2 separate regions of the Hordeum vulgare genome follow, and region 2 is linked to region 1. The links are chromatin contacts, called in public Hi-C maps. All regions are on one chromosome and are shown on one strand. The core of a region is the stretch at or near the end of the contact, and the rest is flanking DNA. Distances in the headings are between cores, read along the strand shown.

Region 1 (3,701 bases), core at 671-3,170:
TAGGGTCGCATCTTGGGCGTGACACACGGTTACGCACACAATTGGCATATTTTAATTAAACTTACTTTACGTTTGCTATAATCGGGAGTTAAACAAAGTTTCCAAGTTGCCACATAACTACGGGCACGACTCTCAGAAAGATTTAACCCTGCACGGATGCCCCAACTAGTCCATCACAAACTACCATAAGCTGCGTAAAATAAACTCAACCACGGAAAACCCGTATTCTCCTTGAAAATTCCGATGAAAAAACTCAACCTTGAGATAGCCCAAAGGGAGAGGGAAGGAGATGGAGGGCGCATCGGGGCTGGTCGTCGGTCGTGAGGTGATCCTTCGTGGTGGCATGGAGGCGAGGGGGAAGACAGACAAGCTCCTGGACGCTAGCGATGCGAGGAGGTGGCCTCATTCGGTGCCATGGAGGAGGAGGTCTGCTTGGGCAAGAGCATCATGAAAGAGCCTGTGAAGAGAATGAGGAGAGTGAGGGACTCGGCCGAATATACATGGACTTCACCTACCTTATACTTAGTAGTAGCCAGGGATAAAAACGCGCGCTACTACTATCAACTTAGTAGTAGCGTGGGTACCTCTTGCTATTACTATTGCATGTCCCGGGAAGCACGGTAGAGACCACTTAACAGTAGTGAGGGGTACAAACCCGCGCTACTACTATCAACTTAGTAGTAGTGAGGGTCATAACTAAACCCGCACTACTACTAAGTAGCCGCAGCGAGGGTTATAAAACTGCACTACTACTAAGTAGCAGTAGCGAGGGTTATAAACCCCCGCTACTAGTAAGTGTCTACCTATACACTTTTCCCTAGTAGTGTTGACCGACACCCCTCATATCCAGCCCAAATATGAGGCCGATATGGGGCGGCTCGGGCGCGACCAAGCACGTGCGCCACGTTGGAGTCGATCCACGTTGGCCCACCCCAATCCTAGATATATTCATCCACATCTGTTCCTCGGACCAGCCCCTAACCACTCCACTCCCTTCCCCTCCGCCCCAAGCTTATTTTCGGCGTTCTCTTGCCTTCTCCGACATGGCGGACAACGGATCTGAGTCCTCTGCCAGCCAATTTGCCAATTGGTACCTCATCCCAGTCGGGTCAGAGGAGGAGATAGTCATCTGCATTGCGTGAGGAGAATGCTCGGCAGTAGTCGGACTCAATCCGTCAGGAATCCATCACTTCCGTCCAAATGACGCGTGGAACCGGCGCACGACACGTCGTTGCAGCCTCGCCGGAGGCGGTGAGCTTCGTCTGACATCCAAACGCCATAGCGGACAGGCAATCCCTACGTCGACGCATCAAGTACGAGGACATGCACGACATGTCCGCCGAGTCCACGACACGGCATGCCTGTCGTGCGAGGTGGGGGGCGCGGGAGACCATGTCAGCTCTCGCGGTGGCCGACGTCGGCGAGGTGGAGTCGCTCTTGAGGCGATGCCTGCAACCCGAGCGGAACGGCCATGCAATGGTGGCTATGTTGGCCTCCACCAAACAGCACAAATCCATCATCAGCCTCGCATCAACGGGCACTGTAAAGGCTTTAGACTCTGACGAGTAAGAATAGTGTATGAGAGATGACGACACCACGAGCCTGTGAGCCGTGCGTGTCTCATATTCTATTCTACCTTGCTAGCGGCCGGGGTAACACTTCGAGGAGTGCAATCGCCCGCCGGACATAAGCATAAGCATGGCGTTGGCTCACGAGCTCTGCTTAGATTAGGTTTCGCGCTGCGTGTAATATATGGATTTGATTTTCCGTAATTGAGTATCCGATTGCGTTGATCAACGTTTGATGGGTTGGATTTGATGTGTTTAGCTGTAGATGCTATCGGGGAATTTTAAATGCAATCTGTAGAAGATTTTTCCGGATTTTCCCGTAGGTTTATCATTTTCGAGGTGGGGAGTGACGCCCGAGTCTGCCGTGTGCCAACCGCGTCCTCTGCTCGCCTCCACTCCACCAGCGTGGCGGGTGGCGGCGGCATCGCATCCGTACGGCCCTTCTCCAACCACCCCTTCTTCCCTTCCCCACGCCGTTCTTTCCTCTCTGCCACTCTCCCTCTCCATCCTGCCGGTGGCATCTAGTGCCGCAACCTACTCAACAGCCTGAAACTTCTTCCCCCCACGCCAACGGCGCTTCAGAAACCTGAAGCAGAGGCAGAGGATCCTCTCCATCTTCCGGCTGTCGACTGGTTGATTGCTGCCTGGGATAGGAAGGTAAACCTCGCCGCTGTTTTGCAACTTCTTCTTTCCATTTCTTGGCTGCCTCCTCTACTTCGTATCTATCAATCTATCTATCTATACATGTGCCTGTGCGATCTTGATATATCGGTGTTCTTGGAGAGCCTACTCCAGTTCTTGACAATTGTCGTCTGCATACTGCCGAAATCTTTTGCCTTTAATTAAGTTTCCTCCTCTCAATGACGCCTGTTCTTTAAACTTGTCAGATTCCTCTGAATTCCCAGTCGTCCAGTTGTTCCCGAGACAGTATAATTTTTGTTTATGTGTCAGTCTCTTGCTGTGATTCTGAATCGGCGGTTACTCACCGATTTTCTTTCTGAAAAAGATGGTTACATGGTGACTGGATGGGAAACCAGTGTTAGTTTTCTTACCTAATTTTGCCTACCTTCCCCTGCAAATTTTTCCCTATGGCTTTACCCAGTTAGTTATCCAACAGCCTTCTTTCTTTTTCTCAAAACAGAGGCTGGCACAACGGATCCGTACAGCTCATGAGCGTCATCTTTGCAGTTTGTTTGTTTCCTCTTATCTTTACCGCTGCAGAAACCAATTTTTTGTCCTCCTGCAGCACTAGTTTGACTCCAATCAATGACACTCATCCAAAGTTGCTCAATATCTGCTGATTGATTTATTGATTGTATATATGATGCAGTGCTAGCTAGCTGCCAAGACGGCTCCACCTCGGCCTCTCGCGACTGGCTCCGGCTCTTCCCGGCGCCCCGGGTCACTCTGGCCTTCCTCGTCGTGCCCCCGATCCGCACACTGAATAATGGGGCGTGGGGGGCACAGGAGCACGCCATCTCCGCGCCGTCGCTGCTGCCGCGGAGAGCCTCTCCCTTAGACAATGGCCAAGATGAGCTGCTTCTCCATCCTGCTCACCGGCCGGAGGCAGAAACGAGTGGTACATGTTTGAATGGTTTTGTGTACGTGTATGAGTTTGGATCGATGAAGTTTGGTTAGTTGATTTGATTTTGTGTGTGTACTCTGTACTCTGTTCAGCAGGTTGGTGATGCCGGCAAGGGTGCTGGAACTGGGAACGAGAGCCCCAGGGCGAAGCCGGTGGCGGTGGAGTCTACTGACGCGCTGCCGCAGCCGGTTGCCGCTGCCGTTGTGGACAAATGCGGCGATAAGATCGTCGCCGATGTGGTCATCGTGGTGGCGCACAAGGCCGGCGAGGCATCGCCGGTGAAGAGGGACAGCTTGTCTGACGACTTCGAGTTCGACTTCCACCCGCACCCCAACAAGCCCGTCGTATCCGACGTCCACGGCGTGGACAAGCAACCCCTTGGCACCGTGCCGGACGCGCCGGTGGTCACGAGCGGCGGGGAGGAGGCTGCTGCGGTGGAGGTCGACCCATCGGCGAAGCTCAAACGCTCATGCTCGAACATCGAGACGAAGCGGACTGGCCCGAGGGACGCCCCGGGCATGCCAGTGCGGTCGCGCTCCTCCGGCGAC
Region 2 (3,795 bases), core at 921-3,420, 280 kb before region 1:
CAGCGATTAAATGCTACATATAGCAAGGTAGAAGGGTTGTGACTTTCACTAACCGTTTCAAAGAACTGGATCCCGTATTCATCGGCCAGGGCCTGGCCCTTTGAAGTGGGAACAGCCTGCATCAAAGCAATTGAGCATTTAAGAGAGAGATGAATGTAAACTGTAAGGATAATAATGCTGAGCATGTTTTCTTTTTTGTTTGCATCACATCTAATTGTATCAGAGTAACATATGTGCAGCTTAAATCTATTTTAACAAGTAGTAACATCTGCACAGCCTGAATATAATTCGGTGAATTATCTATTTTCTGCATTGCATACGAAACAAACTAGTCCGCAACACGAAGTTAAGATGAAACGACTACAGAAAAAACATGGCTAGAAACAAGTCAAGATAAAAGAGTATACCCTTTTGCTTTCATCCATATCCGCTTTGTTCCCCACCAAAATTTTGCTCACGTTATCTGAAGCATGTTGTTCAATGTTTTTGATCCAATTTCTTATGTCTGCGAACAAAGGAGATAATCAGAAAACGTAACAAAATTGAAAGAGAATCTGAAGCACAAAGGTTCAGGTCGTTACTATTGAATGACGACTCGTCCGTGACATCATAAACAAGTAAAATGCCCATGGCTCCCCTGTAGTAGGCTGCAAAGAAGAATATCACATTTTACAAACTTCATCAATATAATCAAGAGAAACCAGAAACACTCTTGCTTTTGCTCAAGGCATGCAACCATACCAGTAGTTATAGTCCGAAAGCGTTCTTGGCCAGCAGTATCCCAGATCTGCAACTTAATCCGCTTGCCATCCAACTCAACAGTCCTTATCTTGAAGTCAATGCTGTTTCAAGAAACCCACGGTCATTTTTCATAACTTTCCACAAGCATTCCAATGCAGAATGATAATTTCCAACCAGATATTTTGTGACTTGTACAGTACATACCCAATAGTGGTGATGAAGCTAGTGGTGAAGGAGCCATCTGAGAACCGTAGGAGCAGACAACTTTTTCCAACACCTACATAGGTAAATAGAATTTGTGAGTGATTGCTAATGGAGCACCATACAAAGCTACAGCCCACGCCACAAAACCTCAATGCTGGAATCCAGAAGTATATCAACTGGGAATACTCAAAGAAGATGAGCCAAAGCAAAGATATAATTAGATAAGCCATGAAGGATTCTCTAGACACGAAATCAAAGAAATTATGTGTAAAGCTATGCATCAGTTACCCGTTCCACATCAATCAATATGAAAACAAGAAGAGCATAGGTAACCAAAACATAGAGGTATGGTAAGGTGACAGAAACAGGGGCAAAGCTAGTGGTTTGCTTCGTCCTGATTCAGTTACTTCTACAGTTAAGAGGGAAGAGACATGCAATTCGTTATTTTACTTATATTTCATACCAACCATGCAATTTTGTTAGAACCAGGGCAAGGCCGTTACATGAACAAAAGTTTCTTCCTGACTCCATATGTACCTAACTACATCATTGCTTGCATCAGTTAGTTCTGCGATTACAAACATAGCTACTATTGCTTGTATATGTGCGAGCAGGAACAAGCTACTCTTCTCACAGAGCACACACCATCCATCCAACAAACACAAGAGTCTAGGTTCTACCGCCCTTCCAAATTTCACACGGGCACACAGCAGCCTTCGCAGAAAGTGATCTAGGGCACCAGATCCCAACCGGCGCACCGAAATCAAACCGCCTAACAAGCCGCCAGATCCCGCGCGGATCGAGAGGCGGAGACGGGGGCCAGGGGGGGGGGGGGGGGGGGGGGGCTCACCGCTGTCGCCGATGAGGAGGAGCTTGATGAGGTAGTCGTAGTCGGCCCGAGCCCTGGCCGGCGGCGCCGCCATCGCGCCCTAACTCCCGGGCCTAACAAAAAGAAGAAGAAAAAAACCGCGGCGAAATTAATAAATTAGATCGGCGCAGCCAACGGGGGGCGAAACGAACGGCGCGGACGGACGGACGGACCGAGCGAGGCGGGGACGGCGTCGCTCGCGCGCGTGCTCCGATGCGGCGGCGGCGTTCGCTCGATCGATCTCGGCTTCGTCTGTCTCTCTCTCCCCGCGCGAGCAGCGGCGCGTGGGAGGGGCCGGAGAGGAGGGGAGGGAGGAGAGGGGGGCTGGGCTGGGTTGGGTTGGGTTGGGTTTGATCGATCGATCGGCGGCGCGGGGTGGTGGTGGTGGTGGTCGCACAGAGGGGGCGTGCTAGATTAGCCAGGCCCATTTGGCGGCTAATACTGCTTCTTCTTTTTCTTCTCCTTTTCACCTTTTACCGTTTCCTGATTTTTATTTGGTCTTATTTTTTACCCTTTTATTTATTTCCTCTTAATTTTTATTTTTATTTCCTAATATTATTTTTATTCAATAATATTTGTGAAGGTACACGATGCACATTTTAAAAAGATGCGACAAACGTTCCCTTTTTCATTTTTGTAAATACAGTACTTCTTACACATCTACAATTCTAAAGGTGCATGGTGAATCTTTTGGAAAAAAAATTTGAGGGGAAATCTTTGAAATATACGATAATAATTTCTAGCACATAATGGAAAAAGTTAAATACGTGATGAACAATTTTTAAATATCTACTACGCCCTTCGTCTTAAAATATAAGACGTTTTTTTACACCAAGTATCTTCCATTTACTTATCGATTGAGGTTATTAACCGAGCTTGATTACTACTCCGTCCTTTTCGGTTTATAGAAATCAAATCTGAAATCTCATCAACCAAGGTGAATTGTGAGTGGATGGTACTAGTTTTAACTAGCCAATGGAATATTTGTCACATTTTGAATTTCTGAGGCAATAAATGTAGCATCCTCCCTTTCATTGGACTTGCATGGTACATGTAAAAAAAGATGTATGCATAGCCACTAATTTTCTTTCTCTTATATCTATAAATTAAATATGACATGATATTCAAATCACTTTAACTTAATTAGACTCAAAATGAGCCTAATATAATGAAAATCTGAAATTTTTGAGATGAGTCATATAAACCCGAAAGGAGGAAGTAAGATCCATGTATTGGAAGGGGATTTCCTAAAAAATGTACTGGAAACCTTTACCCTTTTCCCTCCCCTAGTTCACTTAGGACTCATTGTTTCATTGATAGTAGTTCTTCGGTTTGGACAACAAGTCCACGAACATTGTAGTTCAACAGACTCGAATTGATGCTACTCATTAGGGAAACTAGGACACCTCTTATAAACAGGGGCATCACTCCAACATTTAACAGCGAAGAGTCGCCAGGGCAGTGGCAAGTGCAGCACACAACGGCAGGTACAAACAAGCGTAGAAGGTAAATCAAGATCCTTTGAACTAAGACGACCAGGCCGTCTCCGATGGCATCGTCGCTTGTTGTCGATGGCATCATCGCGCGCCTGCTTTCGATGGTATATCGGGGCCACTCCCCCCCCCCCCATGGTGCAACAAGGCATCCTCCACCGTCGTCGCCAAGTCACAGTCCATCTTGATCAGGGCCCGGAGTACTGTGATGGCAATGTCCGGAAGCCTCCACTGGAACAGGGCCACAAAACGTGAAAATTGCTTCCTGTGTAACCTATTCGCCCTCTCCTACAATGTCAATCCGCTGGAAAAGTAGCCTTTTCCGTGAGTTGTACAATGGGCATGCTCTTGTTCTTGACACGCAAATGCAGGCCGCGCCAGTCGAGGTTGAAGCTGGTGACTCCAGCAAGAGTCTTCCCCTAGTTGTGGGTGGCCTGGGTGGTGTAGAGCCTGGATGCTGCAGCTCGAAGGAGGGGTGACCACACTAAG

What was found. Hi-C and Micro-C count contacts between places; a contact is called where the count stands out from the background.
Region 2: a Hi-C map of leaf shows a contact between it and region 1, with 1.9 times the contacts expected there. The contact joins the promoter of LOC123453022 here to the promoter of LOC123453020 in region 1. A contact is called at or near these places in 3 of 6 Hi-C or Micro-C datasets (leaf and seedling).

Annotation. Positions count from the first base shown.
Region 1 is chr5H:562,315,984-562,319,684 of MorexV3_pseudomolecules_assembly, reverse strand. LOC123453020 reads left to right here and starts at 1,920. Exons shown (of 5, transcript XM_045129778.1): 1 at 1,920-2,225; 2 at 2,899-3,147; 3 at 3,249-3,701. The coding sequence starts at 3,091.
Region 2 is chr5H:562,599,898-562,603,692 of MorexV3_pseudomolecules_assembly, reverse strand. It overlaps LOC123453022 (ras-related protein RABE1c-like), which reads right to left and starts at 2,170. Exons shown (of 9, transcript XM_045129779.1): 1 at 1,987-2,170; 2 at 1,796-1,887; 3 at 946-1,018; 4 at 742-842; 5 at 582-647; 6 at 408-505; 7 at 54-116. The coding sequence starts at 1,868.